4 separate regions of the Mus musculus genome follow, and all the other regions are linked to region 4. A link is a contact called in public ChIA-PET, Hi-C and HiChIP or PLAC-seq data. All regions are on one chromosome and are shown on one strand. Each heading gives the region's core, a stretch centred on a gene start, on an enhancer-like site or on the middle of the called end of the contact. The rest is flanking DNA. Distances are from core to core; before and after follow the strand shown. Region 1 holds the start of Lcmt1 (leucine carboxyl methyltransferase 1). Region 2 overlaps Prkcb (protein kinase C, beta). Region 3 overlaps Arhgap17 (Rho GTPase activating protein 17). Region 4 overlaps Gm39083 (a long non-coding RNA gene).

Region 1 (4,274 bases), core at 717-3,216, 440 kb after region 4:
GGTTTTAACAAAAGAAACCCCATAGGCTCATGTATTTGAATGCTCGGCCTATAATTGATAGAACAGTTCTGGGAAGGATTAAGAGGTGTGGCCTTGTTGAAGACACTGTGTCACTGGGGGTGGGCTTTGGGTTTTAAACCCCCCCCCCTCTCTCTATCACTTCCTCTCCCTCCTCTTCCTCTTCCTCTTCCCTCCCTCTCTCCCTCCCCCTTCTCTGTCATTCACTCTCTTTCCCTCCATCCCTTCTCCTCCATCCACCCCCAACTCTCAGGCTATATTATCCAAGCCTGCTTACATGCTGCCCTGTTCACCATTATGATAGTCATGAAGTGGCCCTCTGAAAATGTAAGCAAGCCCCTGATTAAATGATTTCTTATATAAGCTGCCTTGGTTATGGTATCTTTTCACAACAATAGAAAAATAACTAAAATAAACTGCAAGCCAAAATAAAGTATATTGCCCTTTAAGTTGCTTTTGTCAGGGTAATTTATCATAACCCCTCAAGATTAGCTTCAACGACACTTCAGAACTCCAGTTATTCCTTTCGCCATCTCTCCCTGAAGTATCAGTGGTTACTTGTGTCTCCAGTGAATAATAAATAAAACAAAATATATGAACATATATAGGTTGATTTGCTGTTTTCTTTTTTAAGGAATTGAGTCAGTATGTAGCTCAGTTGGTAGAATATTTTCTAGATTGCACTAAACTCAGGGTTTGAGCCTCAATAGTGTACAAATTACATGTGGTTACACATACCTACAATCCCAGCACTGGAGACGTGTAGGCACCAGAAGTTCAAGGTCATTGAATTAGAAGTTCAAGGTCATTTTTGGCTACACAGTGAGTTAAAGGCCAGGCTTCATTATAGGAGAACTCATCTAGTTTTTCTTTTTTTAATTTGAAATATAGTCTTGCTATATTATCCAGGCTGACCTCCAACACTAGGCTCAAAGGATCCTATTGCTCTCGCTTCCCAAACATTCTCTCTCTCTCTTCCTCTCTCTCTCTCTCTCTCTCTCTCTCTCTCTCTCTCTCTGTGTGTGTGTGTGTGTGTGTGTGTGTGTGTTTCTGAGCTCAGATCCAAAAACCCTGGAAAGGGTGGGCAAGTGTTTATCACTGCCCTATCGCCACAGAATTTTTATGGGTATGATTTAGACTTCTTAAAGCTAGAGCTTATCCCTTCCTCTCTCCCAAACAACAAACAAAATAGAAAATAACCCTTCAATTTTATTTAGAGTTTTATAGTGATCCATTATGGAATACCTGTAAAGTACACTGCACACGCACAATTATGAAACATATTTACTCATTTGAGAAACTGTCCTCCCTCTGTCCTTTCACTGGTTTCTCTTCCCCCACCTTCCCCATTCATGTCACCTAAACCTTGATTTCTATTCACTTGTTCCTCAGTCCCGCAGACTATTTTGATTACATCTGTTGATTCTGAAACAGAGTTCAAGAAATTTTGTAGCCCCATCCCCAATTTACTCTCATGGTTACAAAGTTTTCCATTTTGTTCTTCACAACTCTCTCTTTCACAACTTTTTCCCCCTTTTCTTTCTGAGAACCCTACTCCCAGGCGAGCGCTCTGAGCTATGTTCCTAGTCACTTCCTAACATCTCAAAGGCATTGATTAGCACAGGACCTGACACAGTGTTGACTCCCCGACTAGAAGTTTGTTACAGTGTTGAATGATCTAAATGGAGACAGAAAGTTAATACATTAAACTTGCTTCTTTTGGGTGGACTCTCTGCCCTTCAGCCCTGAATTGACTGTGTTTGTAAGTTACTGAGCGACAAGAAGCCACTAAGACTACATTTCCCAAAAAGGATTGCGGCGCCACCAGCATGTCCGGGCTCTCTAGAAACTTCCGGGTTGTGCGGGCGGAGCCTAAAGAATCCTCCAATGGTCTGACTGGACGAGGAACTTGGTCCGACAAACGTCATGTCCCGGGAGCCAGTCAGCTGAAAGGTGGGTGGGCGGTGCGGGGGCGGCGTCACTGAGCAGCGCCCGCCTATCGCGCCTTATCTTTGCAGCTTTAGTCGGTGCCTGTTTCTTGCCTCTTTCCCCCACTGCTCGTTTCCCCGTTTCCATGTCCCTGGTGGGTGCCGCACCCCAGAACATCCCACGCACATGGCCTCCAGCTCGAGGGAGTCCTCGTTCTCTTCCTGCTCGTCGAGCTGTGACTTGGACGACGAGGGAGTGCGCGGCACCTGCGAAGATGCTTCTCTCTGCAAGAGGTGCCTGGGGGCGCTGGGTTTGGGATGGGAGCTGGTGTCCCGAGCCTAGGTGGCTAGAGGGCCACTGACCAAGGCATACGCTAGGACACTGGGAAGGGGCTGTCGCACTCATCTGGAGCGGCCCTGGCTTCACACCTGGGAAGTGCACGGAGCAGGGAGAGGTTCATTTAAGTCACAATTAACGAGTGTGTGTGAACCCGGGGTACCACGACTGGGAGTAAGGCTCTGAACAAAGCTTGCAAGATCTTAGCCTTCAGGAAAGACAGGGTGTGTTGCAAGTAATAACTACAGCTTTGCTGGGTTAGAAAAGGAACTTTGCTTGGTAGGTTACAATCCTGTTGAAATTGGTCATTATTCCCCATTGTGCAGCTGAAGCTCAAGTCTATGAGGGAGGGGTAGATTGCAGGTCCCAGCACCCGCAGTGTTTGTAGAATCAGCACTATACATAGGTCACAGTATTTATGGAGTTGTAGTAGGTGGTGGTGGTGGGTCTTGTCAGTGCACAAGAAAACATAAAGCTTGCATGTCCTTCATTCCTGCAACAAAGCTATTGAGACAGTACACTGTGCCTTACTTTGAGCTAATTGGTAGGGTTTGCTTTCAGTGATTGCAAATACTTAAAGGAGCAAAACAGACATGGTGTTGACATACTAGACTCACAGCCTCGTTGGGAGGAGCAGTAAACTCATACTTTAGTGTTGGGCTCTTGGAGATGTCTTTAGAGTTTGAAATTTATCCAGGGATGTTTAAACTGGCAAGAAAAAGCCTGAGACAGGGAAGTAGGACAATGTTCAGAACTAGGGACGAGTGTGGGCTTTGGAACAATTAGGACAATGCCCTGGAGAGAGGCGTGGGCTGGGGGCCAGAGAGGTGTTATAGTGTGGGGAATACAAGTTTTGGAATGAAGTGTTGCACTCTTTGTAGGGTCTTAGAAACTAAGCAATGGGATTTAAAGCATCAGTCCTGGAGCCAGACTGCCTAAGCTATATAAACTTGGGCAAGTTCCTAATGTGTATGTGTGTGTGTGTTGGGGGCATGCATGTGTGGGTGACTACCTGTGCATCCTAGAGGAGGATGTTGGGTATCCTGCTCTATCGTTCTGCCTTGTTCCCTTGAGATAAGATCTCTCACCTTTTCAGCCAGACTGGTTAGGTAAGGAGCAAACCTTAGAGACCTCAGCAGTCTTCCTGCCCCCAGCCCCCATCACGGGTTGCAGGTGCGTGAAAAGCCATGCCCTTCTTTTTTATTGTGCTGGGGATCCAACTCAGTCCTCAGGCTTGTACAAAAAGTGTTCTTACCCACTGAGCCATCTCCCCAGCCCCCTAACTTTTTTTTTTTTTTTTTTGCCTTAGATTTCTTGTCTCTGAAGTAGGGGCTGGGGAGAGAGCTTAGTTGGGAAAGTGCTTGCTGTGCAACCATTGTGACCTGAGCTCATATGCCTGTAACCCCCATCCTGGGGATTGGGAACAAGGGGTTCCCTGGAGCTCCCTGACCAACTTGGTCTAGCTAAATTGGCAAGTTCCAGGTTCAATGAGAAACCCTGTCTCAAAAAATAAGGTGGAAAGTGATAGAGGAAGACACCCGCTATCAATCTCAGGACCGAGCATGTGCATGCATAGCTGTATACATCTGCACATGCAGGTACGCCCGCGTACATCACACAGTAAAAGCGTGTGTGTGTGAGAAAGAGACAGAGACAGACAGAAGCAGATGTGGCGTGGCGGGTGGCAGCGATCTGGTCTCTTAAGTGGCTTTGAAGATTCAGTGATACTCTCTGCTATCCACTATCAGTAGATCCTTTCGAGTAGTGGAGGCTGTGGTTTGCATTCAGAGCTTTTTGCACTGGATCCTTGTCTCTGAGAATCTGGTTTGGATTTTGTTGTTGTTGTTGTTTCTGTTTTTTGTTTTGTTGTTGTTGAGTTTTTTTTTTCCCTTGTTTTGTTTTTCTACACAGGGTTTCTCTGTGTAGCCCTGGCTGTCTTGGAACTTGCTCTGTAGACCAAGCTGGCCTCTAATTCACAGAGATCTGCTTGC
Region 2 (3,858 bases), core at 1,107-3,606, 470 kb before region 4:
CCCTGCCTTCTACTGGGTACTCCAATTCAAACACACGTGTGGAAAGACTCAAAGCTGGCATCCACATGTGAGATAGAGCATGTTCTGTTTCTGGGTCAGGGTTACTTCAGCCGGAATGACTGATCCGGCTGTATTAATCTGGCTGTATATAATTCTGTATCTTTCCATTTACCTGTGAAGTTAATAACTTTATTTTTTTCTTTACGGAGTCATGTACACACACGTACAACCAACTTACTGGATAATGTTCCATTGTATACCTATCCCATATTTTCATTATCCGTTCATCCAGGCTGGTTTCATCTTCTGGCTGTTGTGGATAGAGCAGCAATGAACATGGATGAGCAGGGATCTCTAGTGAGATGCAGAGTCCTTTGGGGATATGCCTAAGAGTGGCATAGCTGGGTCACAAGGAAGATCTGTTTTCTAGCCTTTTGAGGAACCTCCACCCTGGTTTCCAGTGTGTCTGTACCGGTTTGTACTTCCACCATCAGTGAATAACTGTCTCCTTTCCCAATGCCTGTTCTCTTTTTTTTTTCTTTTTAAAAAAAATCTTAGCCATTTTGACATGGGAAAAATAAGATCACAAAGTGGTTTTAATTTACATTTCCCTGATTGGTATTTCCTTTTTTTGAAAGATGTCTGTTTTATATATATGTTGTCAAAGACTTTTTCCCTTGTGTAGGCTGTTTCTTTTCTCAAATGTCCTTTGCTGTACAAACACCTTTTAGTTTCTCGAGGTCTCATTCGTCAGTTGTTGGTCTTATTGCCTGTTCAGCCACGATCCTCTTCCAAAAGTGCTTCCCTGTGCCTATAAGTTGAAGCTCTTAGCCTGGGAGGGAACTTCATGAATCCTCCCCCAGGCTATGTTAATAGCTGTCATTTTTTTTTTTTTGACCCAGGGTCTTACTTTGTGGCCCAGGCTGTCTCAAACGTGTAGTCTTCCTGTCTTCACAGACATACATTTTAAACTGTGAGTTATGTTTGCATTTATGGTTATATTTTCTCATATCTGGGGCTGTTCTAGAAAAACAAAGCGACAAATTGTTGATGTTTCTCTTGGGAACTCCCAAGTAGTGTTTTTTACTACCGGACATTGATTGTACTGGACTGAAACTTCTTAGACTGCAATATCTTCCAGGCAGACTTGGGTATCTCCAGGATAGTGACCCCTTTACTCTACCCTAAGACACAATATCCACATATCAGAAGAAGAACATTAAGGAGACAAAAGTCCTTGATGAGCATCAGGAAGAAGCTAAGGGTCTGCAGTCTACTTACACCCCAAGCTCTCAAACGGTTTTAAAAGAACTTTCAGGAAGAAGGAAGCAGATGCTGGAGTGTCATGGAAGATTGCTTTAGTGTTTGGAGAAATGCTGGAGACAAAGTATTTGCCAATGTGAAGACTCTTAACAAGATGCAAAGAGTAAAACAAAACAAGCAAAACCAACAATCAAAAAAGCTCTGGGTACCTGGGTAGTTGCTGTACCTGAGGGATGTGGTGGGAGGTAGGGAGTAGTCTTGGGTGATTAGGTGTCTACAGTATGAGTAAGGCGGTTTGCTATAGGTAGGGAGGTAAGATGGCTTTCTAGGAGTCTGTCTGTCCGTCCATCCACCCACCCATCCATCCATGAAGGACCCAAGTACTAGATTGGTTCCTAGAGTGAAGGAAATGTGACCTGTGCCTTGAAAGGTCTCCTAGGCTGTCAGGAAAGCTAGGCAGAGATTAATATTGTGTTGGTCCCGTGGGGACTTCAGAGGGGGCTTAAAGTTTGTGATGGAAGCCATGGCAAGCTAAGTCTCTTACAGTACGACAGTTATCAGTGGGGCAAAGGAATGGGAAAATGAATGTGAGCTAGGTTTTCTGAGCACGTACTATGCAGATCCTTTCCAGAAGGGCAAACAGAGGCATGCAGTGAAAGGAGTTTAGGATGACGTTATTACTTTCTGAGTGTGGCTTCCTCCTCATGCTATCAGAAATTAAGAGTATAGACTTGACAGGGTCCCTTGATCCCCCAGCCATTAACGTAGGCATCTAGTGTCCACTATTTTCGAATAATCTAAAACTTACTATTACAGCAGGAGAGAAGTTAGATCTCTTTGCCTGGACAGATGTCACAACCTTGCCAGTTCCCTGAGGTGGCTGCAGCATCTTCCTCAGCCTTCTCTTGTCTGCCACACAGGCAGACTCCCCATCATTCTGCCAAGTTAAAACCGACTTCAGCTCACATGTTCTCCAGGCACCGTGTCTACAAATCCCACTCTTTAATGTGTGCTGTTCCTCAAACCTCTTAAGCTCGTGGGTATTTGAGTGCAGAGTCAGAATGAACCTGCGGCTGTGTTTATTTTTTGCTCAGTCACATCCTTCCTTTGAGCTGATGACTTGTTTGAAGCAGAAAGAGGGGGATGTGGGGAGTGTGGTGGAGGAAAAGCAGCTTTCGATAATGCTTCAAAATATTACCCAGCCAAGTGTTGGCTTCAAGGCTTTATTAAGGAAAAGGAAAAGGAAAAGGGAAATGGAAAGGGAAAGGGAAAGGGAAAGGGAAAGGGAAAGGGAAAGGAAAAGGAAAAGGAAAAGGAAAAAGAAAAAAAAAAAAGGATGTGAACTGGCAGCTCAGGACCACAAGGGGGCAGTCGCTGACTACAAAACCATCCCTCCACAGAAGTTTGGTCTCTTTTAAATAAATGTTCCAGTTTAAGCATGGCATGGTGCCTCACTTCCATAACTCCAGCTGCTTGGGAAACTGAGGCAGAGGGTCACAAGCTCAAGGCCTAACTGGGCTTCAGGATGAGTTCGAGGCCAGCCTGGGCCACTCAGTGAGAACATGTCTCAAAATAGAAAGAAAAAAAGGGGGCTTAGGGTGCGGTGGGGGAGGGGCTTGCACACATGGCAGGATGGACCCCTGAGCAAAGGTTCTTTCGTGGAAAGCTTGACTCAGTGTTCTATCCCTGGGATCTTCATGACGGAAGGAGAGAACTGACCGCAACTTCTCCTGTGCATGTGCGCATATGTGTGGACACACACACATACACTCACATATGCCTAATCAATTAGTGTAATAAAAAAATAATCCAGAAAGAGGGCTGGGGAAATAATTCAGTAGTAGAAAATTGCCTGGTATTTGTGAGACTCTGAGCTCAGTCCCCTCTCCCCTCCCCTCCCCCGAAATGTAAACACACACACACACACACACACACACAAAGGCATGCGTACTGAGGATGAAGTCTACACACCCCATCACTGTCACTGTCTGTAAGGAAAGGGCATTGCCACACAGATGGGCTCACTGAGGCCCAGAGGAAAGAAGGCTCCACACAGAGCAGGACAGGACCCAGTCCTGGAGTAATGCTCAGACACTCTCTATCTGAAAAGTGTGGAATCTTTAGTCCTTTACATGACAGATTTTCTCCACTTTTGGAATATCTGTGGAAACACAGTGAGATGCATTGAAGGTGTGACTCACACAGATGGTGGACTTCTTTCATGTCTCACATACCTTATCTACACACCCTAAAGGCTGTTTCGTGCAGTGTCCTTAGTGTTGCCAGCCGTGGGACTCTCTGCTTGCACTATCGTGTCAGTGTGTGGTATGTGCTGTACGGCGACACTCTGAGGAGTGAGGAGTAGGGATGACCACCTCCTGGCTTTCAGTTTTCCCCAACGTTTTATCAGGAAGTGTTTCTCTCAGCCACCAGTTTCACAGCAGACCTCGTGCATCTGCCTTCTAAGAGCTCCCATTGCCAGGGACCACACTGGCCTTGATCATGTGTCTGTCTATCTTGCTTTCCAATCACCCACCTGTCTTATTTTTAACACACTTCAAAGTAAATTACAGACATCCACTCAGTTCTTGCTAA
Region 3 (3,962 bases), core at 397-2,896, 380 kb after region 4:
CTATACCCTCCCCCCGCCCTGCTCCCCTACCCACCCACTCCTGCTTCTTGGCCCTGGCATTCCCTTGTACTGGGGCATATAAAGTTTGCAATACCAAGGGGCCTCTCTTCCCAGTGATAGCCGACTAGGCCATCTTCTGCTACATATGCAACTAGAGACACAAGCTCCGGGGGTACTGGTTAGTTCATATTGTTGTTCCACCTATAGGGTTGCAGACCCCCTCAGCTCCTTGGGTACTTTCTCTAGCTTCTCCATTGGGGGCTCTGTGTTCCATCTTATAGATGACTGTGAGCATCCACTTCTGTATTTGCCAGGCACTGGCATAGCCTCATACCGAGACAGCTATCTGGTGAGGTTCTTATAAGCTGTAAGGACCACAGCTCTATCATCCCTCAACTCCAACATTTTGAGAACTGTGATCGTGGAACTGTCAGCCCCACCTCTTTCCTAGTTATCCATTTTCCTAGTGCTTCTCTCTGCTCCCTTTCCTTGGTGGCTCACTTAGTTCAGGATGCTCTAGCAGCAGCCCCCGGACACACTTGGAAGGAGTAGGGTTAAAGGGGCATGCACAGGCTGTGGTCTGGTCAGTGCTCGACTCTGACAGGCTTGAATCCTGATCATAGGACAACATTCTGCATTCTTCTCTACTCTCTTACCGGTAACCTTACCTCGCTCTGACTGAATCCCAGTCCAACACCAATCTAGCAAGCTGCTTCCTTTGCTTCTGGATATTGGGAATCTCCACCTGGAAGGAAAAACAGACCACAAGAGATAAATCTGGACATTTTAGCTGAATTCTTCAAACAGCAATTACCTCTTTACAAAAGTTTTCTTTTAGACACAAACTTCCTTTACTTCCCCAAATAGGTCTACATTAAAGCCGCTGATTAGTGTCCTATAGGAACACTCTAGCTGTTTACTACCTGGTCTCTGCCAGGCTGGGCAGCACAAGCACCCACCTCTGCTATGCCGTAGAGAGGGTCCATGATCTCCTTCTCCACAAAGACTTCATGTTGTGAGAGTTCAAGAGCCAGCTGGTTCTCAGCGTCCCCACAGGTCTCCAGCATCTTCCTTTAGGAACAAGATACCAAACAATAGCCATGCACTCATTAAACTAAGCTGTCATGTGGTTGCATTCTGCCATGACAGGAACACAGCAGAGCACTACTCAACAAAACTTTTACAATGCTTTGCATGTGTGCTATCACCTAAAATACAAGTCCAGCTTTGGGCTTATAAAGTGAAATGAATGGAGACAGAAAGGTGGTTCACTGAAGATACAGAGCGTACGAGGCCCGAGGTTCCAACCTGCGAACAGGAAGCTGAAGGGAAGGAGGGACGGACTGTCTCTGGCATGTATGAAATGTGGGAGGAAATAAAGTATGAAGAGTGAGATCATAACTTAAACAAGAATTAGGTTCTCAAGTTAGGTGAGAGGAGTGTTCTCAAAATACCCAGAAAAACCTTAGCATGTGCAAAGGTCACTCCTTACATGTGGTTTTGTATCTGAGTGAGTGTAGCCTTAGAGGTGCCTTCTCCAGAGTCAACACAGAAACTGGGTCTCCAGCTTCCCATGCACCGATGTGGGTTCCTCCCCAGCATCATAAAACAGGGTTCTCGAGGGCAGATGAGGAGGCTGACTAACACTTCCGTGCCACAAGCACTGTGCTACTGAACAGCAGACTTCCTTCTCATTTTCCTTAAGCACACAGCTGATGTAACCCCAAATACATGCGCAAATGTGTGACTCCACAGGCTCCGCCCACCCTCTAGACCTTCTTTTCCACAGCGCCCCTCCAGTTCTCCGTGGAGAGGGTGTGGTGTGGTGAGAGGTGGCTGTCCTATCAGATCGAAGCTGAAGAAGCTGAAGAAGGCTCTGTGCTCAGGCAGCTCCCTCACCCTTTTCCCTGCCTCAAGTATGAACACAAGGATTCGTCCTGCCCAATGCCGAGGTTGTTCTGAAGGCCAAGAGAGCGAGTACTTAGAGAGCATTCAGCATTGGGCTAGTACACAGCATCACTGTTGTGATGTCATTGAGGAAAATGACTTAGTACAAGGAAGCAAAGATGGAAACCTGTGTGGGTTTCTGAGAAAAACCTTAACGTGTGAGCGTGTGTGTGTGTGTGTGTGTGTGTGTGTGTGTGTGAGAGAGAGAGAGAGAGAGAGAGAGAGAGATAAGCATTCCAATTACCTAGATACAATCATTATAATCATATCTTAGATTCATAAATATACAATTATATATGGGTCAATTAAATAAAAACATATTTAAAAAGAAAGTAAAGTAGGCCTAACACTTTGAAGTTCATACAATCACCACATGAGCCAAATAATTCAGGAAATGTACTCATTAGAGAACACTACCTTCCATGCTTTGGTGGCCACCCTGGTAGTGAGGGACACTGAAGGACTGGTCAGTACTAACTCTGAGCCTACACACTGGCATGGGGGGGTATGCACGTTCATGTCCAAGCATAGAGGAACACAGACTGACCCTTGTGCCTGGCTAAGCTCTTAGTAGAGACGATCCTCCCTGGCATCACAGCCTTTAGGTATCTGTCCCCAAGGTCTAAGCTGCTCCCTGATGCAAGAGCCTCCACTATTGTGCTCCCAATTGCTCTGGTGGCAGCCAGATACCACAGCTACCCAGTTCTCCAGGCTCCAGGCCAAGGGCTCTCAGAAGCACCACTTACCCCAAGAGAGACTCTTCCAGCTGGGCTGAAGCCTCCTGCATGTTCTGGGCAAGAGCTGTCAGAGGAAGCTTTTTCTAGAAGGCAAAGACAAGGTCAATTCGTATGGGTAGTTTCTCAGTCATTCTCACTGGTCTGCTTCAGGCCACTCTGGGTACCCTTGCCCTCCAGGCAATTGCACCAGGAAGAGTTGTCCCTGTGGCTGTCCTTTAACTAAATGAACTTCAGGTGCCTCGTGCACATGGTGGTGGTGGGGTGTCCCCCAACACAGGGTGTGCTCCCCAGGGGTCCAACAGCTGCTACTGTTGCTGCTGAGGTTGTTACTAATTAATCAGGTGAACAGAGACTAAGTGTGCTTGTGTGAAATCTTGGGACAGTGTTTCAGATTTTTAGACTTGGAATAGGTGCACTGTCTTTACTGACTGAGTATCCCTAACTTGAAAATCCAAAACATGTAATGGTCCAAAGTCTGCATTCAAAAAGTCTCCAATTTCAGACAATTTTGGATTTTAGATTTTGTTTTAATTTTTACTTAAAACTTAAAATTATTAAAAATAATTCATTTACTGGGGGCAGGGAGCACCTATACCAGTGCAAATGTGGAAGCCAGAGTTCAACTTGTGGGTCAGTTCTCTCCTTCTACCCTGTAGGCTTCTGGAATTCAGCTCAGGTCATCAGCATGATGGCAAACACCTTTATCTGCGCTGAGTCACCCTGCCAGCCATGTGTGTTCTTGAGACAGGGTCTCATGTATCCCAAGCTGGCCTTGAACTCACCATTTGTAGTCAAGGGTGACTTTACTGTTTCCACATTCTGAGTGCTAGAATTATGGGCAGGTACTGTCACACTTGGTCTGTGTGGTGTTGGGGACTGAAACCAGGGCTTTGTGCATGCCAGGCCAACACTACCAGGGCTAGAGCCCCAGCCTCTGGATTCCAGAGTTTCTGATTGTGTTTCATGAATATACCATGCTCTCTAAAAATCATCATAAATAATTGTAATAAATGCTCAACTGCAAAATGTTGGCTAGAACATTCTTAAACTGAGTCTTGATTTGGCTATAATCCTAAAATGTAGTTTTAAACACCTAAAAATACTAAGCAAGTTTTGTGGTGTTTTAAAGCAGGAAGCCAATCATTTTCCTATCAGAGATTTGTTCTTAACCAACAACAGGATCATCTAACCAGGGAACTCAGACTCAGAGGTGAAGTGACTGGCTTAGAGCCTCAAAGAGGGCAGAAGTGCAGACCTTGGTACGAATGAGCAATACTA
Region 4 (3,960 bases), core at 555-3,054:
GGTCATTAGGGGCATTCTAATCAAAGCCACTGTGGCTTACCGTCCTCACCAGGAGGCCGTGATCAGGAAGAAAGACAAGTAAGTGCTGGTGCGCGTGGAGAGAAACTGGACCGGAGCCTTCTTATGCCGCTGGAGGGATGCAGAAAGGAGCAGCCTCTTTGTGGAAAAGTTTGACAGTTTCTTAAATTATAAAACACGGGGTTACCATAGAACCCAGAAATTCTGCTCCTGGCTATATATATCTAAGGGAAATTCATACACATGTCTACACAAAAAAAAGCACACAAGTATTCACAGCTGCCAAACATCTATTGTTCATGATATCAAAAAGGTAAAGACGGCTGGTGAGATGGCTCAGTGGGTAAGAGCACCCGACTGCTCTTCCGAAGGTCCAGAGTTCAAATCCCAGCAACCACATGGTGGCTCACAACCATCCGTAACGAGATCTGACTCCCTCTTCTGGAGTGTCTGAAGACAGCTATAATGTACTTCCATATAATAAATAAATAAATCTAAAAAAAAAAGGTAAAGACAAGTCCAATATCTATCTTCAAGGGTTAATAAGGTACTGTCATGATCCAATGTGTTTCAGCCATGAAAAGGCATGAACAAAGCAGAAGTGGGGGCTTCCTAGTGAAAGAAAGGGAACCAGCCGCAGACAGGAAGGAACTGGGGGTGGGAAATAAAATACAGTGAAGTATAATGCCACATCCGTATGAAAATGTCTTGAAACCCTTATTTGTTATACTGTCTTAAACGATTAGCTTCTTTAAAACATGTCTTAAAAGAGTCATTAACTGGTGGTTTAGTTTAGTGTGTAAAAGTACCTGCCACACAGCCTGGACTCAATCCCTAGAACTCAGAAAACTAGATACAGTGGCTCACATCTGTAATCTCAGCACTTCCATGAGATATTCTCTCTCTCTCTCTCTCTCTCTCTCTCTCTCTCTCACGCACACACACACACACACACACACACACACACACACACACACACACACAGAGAGAGAGAGAGTAGTGGTAATAATAAATAAAATAAAACCAGTCTATAATAAAAGCAGCCATTGTGTCAACACCTCCCTATAGAGACATAGATGTAGATATAGTTGTATACAAGACAACTCTGAACGGCATTTTCCTTACTTTCTCCCCAGGTTTCTCTGTGGTGTTTGGAACCCAGTTGCCCCAACAATGACCTGCTCGGTAACCTTCCTAATGGGCCTCTCTCCCTCCTGGTGCCTCCGTGTCTCTGTCCCATAGTAGTGGTTCTTTGGATTAACACACACACACACACACACACACACAGATGATGATGATGGTGATGATGATGATGATGATGCAATTAGTTTTAAAGATGTCTTTAATTTGTCCTTTCAGCAACCTAAACCAAAGGAGATCTATAGTCTTCTCTTGAATTCCTTCCTGGTCACAGGAAGGAGGTAGAAGATGGCTGTCTGTGTGGGAACTTTCCAGGGTCTCCTTGGCTTCAGCCCACCTCCAGCCACTGTCAATATACCTACCCTACTTTGCCACATCAGAAAGCAGCAGCGCCATGAAGGATTCCTGGTATCTCATTTGATCGAGGCCATGAAATTTCTAACCCTAACTGCATCAGGCGACTCAATTGTCAGCAGGGAAAGGCAAGAGGAAACGGTTAAATCTTAATTTCTGACCTCCTTAAAAACCAAAAACTAAAATGCAACGCAAGACGTTAACAGAGGGGAAACTCCACGAGCTCTTTCTGATTGGTACAAAGCACGGGACCAACCTTCGTGAATACCACACCCAGCAGGATGTTTAGCAGTCAAAGGATAAGCACACCAGCTCCTGCAATTGCTATTCATCTGAGCCTCTCTTGTTCTACCACTCATAGCATCCGACTGAAAGCGAAAGTGTAAATGTGTCGGGGGTTGGTCTGAGGCTGGTAGGCTTTTAAATGTTAAATACTACCCCCAAGATCTAGTTGCCCAAGGCAAGCAGATCCTCACATTCAACAAGTAAACTTTTTTTTTTACTCTATGTAAACCTTGCTCCCTACTTTAATATTATTTGATTAATAAAAGGCTAGAGCCTGTGACTGGGCAATAGAGAGACAAGCAGGACTTGAGGATCGAGTGAGGGGTTTCAGGAGAGACCAGAAGGAGGAGGAGAAAGGAGGTAGAGAGAGGGGAAGGTTGCCATGAGGGAGGTGGAGCCTGAGGACAGGCGGATGGGACAGAGATATCCGGGACTGAGACTCAAACAGCAAGGAACAAGGGACATTTGACTGGGATTTAAGTTAGAATAGCTCACAGCCTGCCCAATCTGGGCTTAGAGCTTGTAAATTATCAGGATTTTGTACCTTTTATTCGGGCTAGCTGGAATAAATAATTCATTTACATAAATGTATCATCATTTTTAGACATTAGTGACCTCGCTGTAGGAAATCCTGCAAATTCCCACACCACAGAAACTATTAGTGCTAATAAATTCAGCAAGTGTACGCGGTAGCAGCAGGACACACAAACGCAGTCAGCTGTGTTTCCATACATCAGCACCGGGTAACCTGAAAACTCAATTAGGAAAACAATTCCACTTATAATAGCATCAAATTGAATACAACACTTTGGAACAAATTTAACCCAGGAGGTATGAAAATCGGCCACTGAAAACTCTAATATGTCAGTGAGATAAATTAAACAAGGCTGGCATTAGTGAAACAGAAAACACGACAGGGCTACCCAAGCATGCAATAGGTACAAAAAGCCCAACAACCTTTTTCTGTACATATTTGTGTGAGTGGACTGTGAGTGTGTTTTTCTCACCTGTACAGAGGCACGTGCATTCGTTGGTGCACATAGAACGGGTGCCAGTCACTCTCCAGCTCCTCAATCCAGGCAGTGTCTCACTTGACCCCGGACTTGCCTGCTCTGGGGACTCCCCAGTGCTGGGGTTATAAACTGGTCATCAAGCCCATGTGGTATTGATGTGTGTGCTGGGGGAGTCCAAACCCCAGCCTTCACGCTTGCTGAACAAGCAGAGTACCCACTGGGCCGTCACACCAGCCCCTCCACAACTTTTTTTTTGACAAATGTGGGAAACTTGACTCTAAAACTCACATGGAATGAGAAGAGCCCCCGAGTAACTGAATTCTTTACAAAGAAAACCCTCAAACAGAACATGGTGGCTCAAATCTGGAACACCAAGACTCCGGAGATGGAAACAGGAGGGTCAGGATCCAAGTGATCTTTACTTATAAATATATAAGAATAGAGTTAGAGAGAGGGAGTATGGGGCCAACCTGAGCTACCTGAGACCAGGTCAAAAGAAGAAACAAAGCAAAAGTTGAGTTTAAGGAATCGAAGTTTGTTGTTTTTAAAACTCACTCAAGGGACACTGATATAAAGATAGATAATAAAACGTGGACCAGGATTCAAAAATCTAGAGGTTAATCCATGCATCCTGGTGAGGCAACATTCTTTTTTTTGAAAATCTTGTCTCCAGGTTTATTTATTTTTATTTTACGTGTATGGGTTTTGGTTTGGTTTGGTTTTTTTTTCCCCCCTTCATGCATGTTTGTGCACCTCATGCATGTAGTGTCTACAGGGGCCAGAAGAGGGCGTCAGAGTCCCTGAGACTGGAGTTAGAGATGGCTGTGCGCTGCCATGTGAGTGCTGATAAAAGAATCTGCATCCTCTGGAAGAGCCATCAGTGCTCTTACCTGACGAGGCATTGCTCCAGCCCCTCGGTAACGTGATTTTCACAAGTGTATCAAGACAACGCAGTAAGGGGAAGAACTTCGCCTTCAGTGAAGTTGAGACACTTCAATATCCACACGCTAGTAAGTGAAGTTCACAGCCTGTTTTACACATCACCAAAAAATGATTCAAAGGCGGTGGTGGCACACACCTTTAATCCCAACACTTGGGAGGCAGAGGCAGGCAGATTTCTGAGTTCGAGGCCAGCCTGATCTACAAAGTG

What was found. Hi-C and Micro-C count contacts between places; a contact is called where the count stands out from the background. ChIA-PET counts read pairs in DNA pulled down with a chosen protein or histone mark. HiChIP or PLAC-seq counts read pairs in DNA pulled down with a chosen protein or histone mark.
Region 1: a Hi-C map of the N1E-115 cell line shows a contact between it and region 4, with 3 times the contacts expected there. The contact joins the promoter of Lcmt1 here to the enhancer-like site in region 4. A contact is called at or near these places in 3 of 484 Hi-C or Micro-C datasets (CD4 T cells, the N1E-115 cell line and Th1 cells).
Region 2: an H3K27ac HiChIP or PLAC-seq map of DN3 thymocytes shows a contact between it and region 4, with 17 times the contacts expected there. The contact joins two enhancer-like sites. A contact is called at or near these places in 3 of 39 promoter capture datasets (the C10 cell line, hippocampal neurons and liver), 2 of 15 datasets of contacts at CTCF or cohesin (embryonic stem cells and pro-B cells), 17 of 484 Hi-C or Micro-C datasets (the C10 cell line, CD4 T cells, the HPC-5 cell line and 14 more), 18 of 115 datasets of contacts at active chromatin or transcription factors (the 230-238 cell line, DN3 thymocytes, SST interneurons and 12 more) and 2 of 9 other capture datasets (adipose tissue and liver).
Region 3: an RNA polymerase II ChIA-PET map of memory CD8 T cells shows a contact between it and region 4, with 7 read pairs. The contact joins two enhancer-like sites. A contact is called at or near these places in 3 of 115 datasets of contacts at active chromatin or transcription factors (bone marrow-derived macrophages, embryonic stem cells and memory CD8 T cells).

The regions. Positions count from the first base shown.
Region 1 is chr7:123,376,016-123,380,289 of GRCm38.p6, forward strand. It overlaps Lcmt1 (leucine carboxyl methyltransferase 1), which reads left to right and starts at 1,967. Exons shown (of 11, transcript NM_025304.3): 1 at 1,967-2,240. The coding sequence starts at 2,134.
Region 2 is chr7:122,463,670-122,467,527 of GRCm38.p6, forward strand. All of the region lies in intron 5 of Prkcb (protein kinase C, beta), which reads left to right. Among named protein-coding and RNA genes, the nearest start is that of Gm51497, 170 kb to the left of the region's middle. Within about 2 kb of position 2,357, at least 19 of the 459 cell types and tissues checked have an H3K27ac peak or open chromatin away from gene starts, as enhancers often do. A contact at or near this core is called in DN3 thymocytes and pro-B cells, where this site is marked.
Region 3 is chr7:123,320,920-123,324,881 of GRCm38.p6, forward strand. Arhgap17 (Rho GTPase activating protein 17) reads right to left here. Exons shown (of 20, transcript NM_144529.2): 4 at 2,694-2,767; 5 at 960-1,071; 6 at 669-745. Among named protein-coding and RNA genes, the nearest start is that of Arhgap17, 47 kb to the right of the region's middle. Within about 2 kb of position 1,647, at least 99 of the 459 cell types and tissues checked have an H3K27ac peak or open chromatin away from gene starts, as enhancers often do. A contact at or near this core is called in bone marrow-derived macrophages and memory CD8 T cells, where this site is marked.
Region 4 is chr7:122,938,702-122,942,661 of GRCm38.p6, forward strand. It overlaps Gm39083 (a long non-coding RNA gene), which reads left to right. Exons shown (of 3, transcript XR_869924.1): 2 at 1,155-1,203; 3 at 1,378-1,657. Among named protein-coding and RNA genes, the nearest start is that of Gm39083, 4.8 kb to the left of the region's middle. Within about 2 kb of position 1,805, at least 130 of the 459 cell types and tissues checked have an H3K27ac peak or open chromatin away from gene starts, as enhancers often do. A contact at or near this core is called in DN3 thymocytes, the N1E-115 cell line, Th1 cells and 3 more, where this site is marked.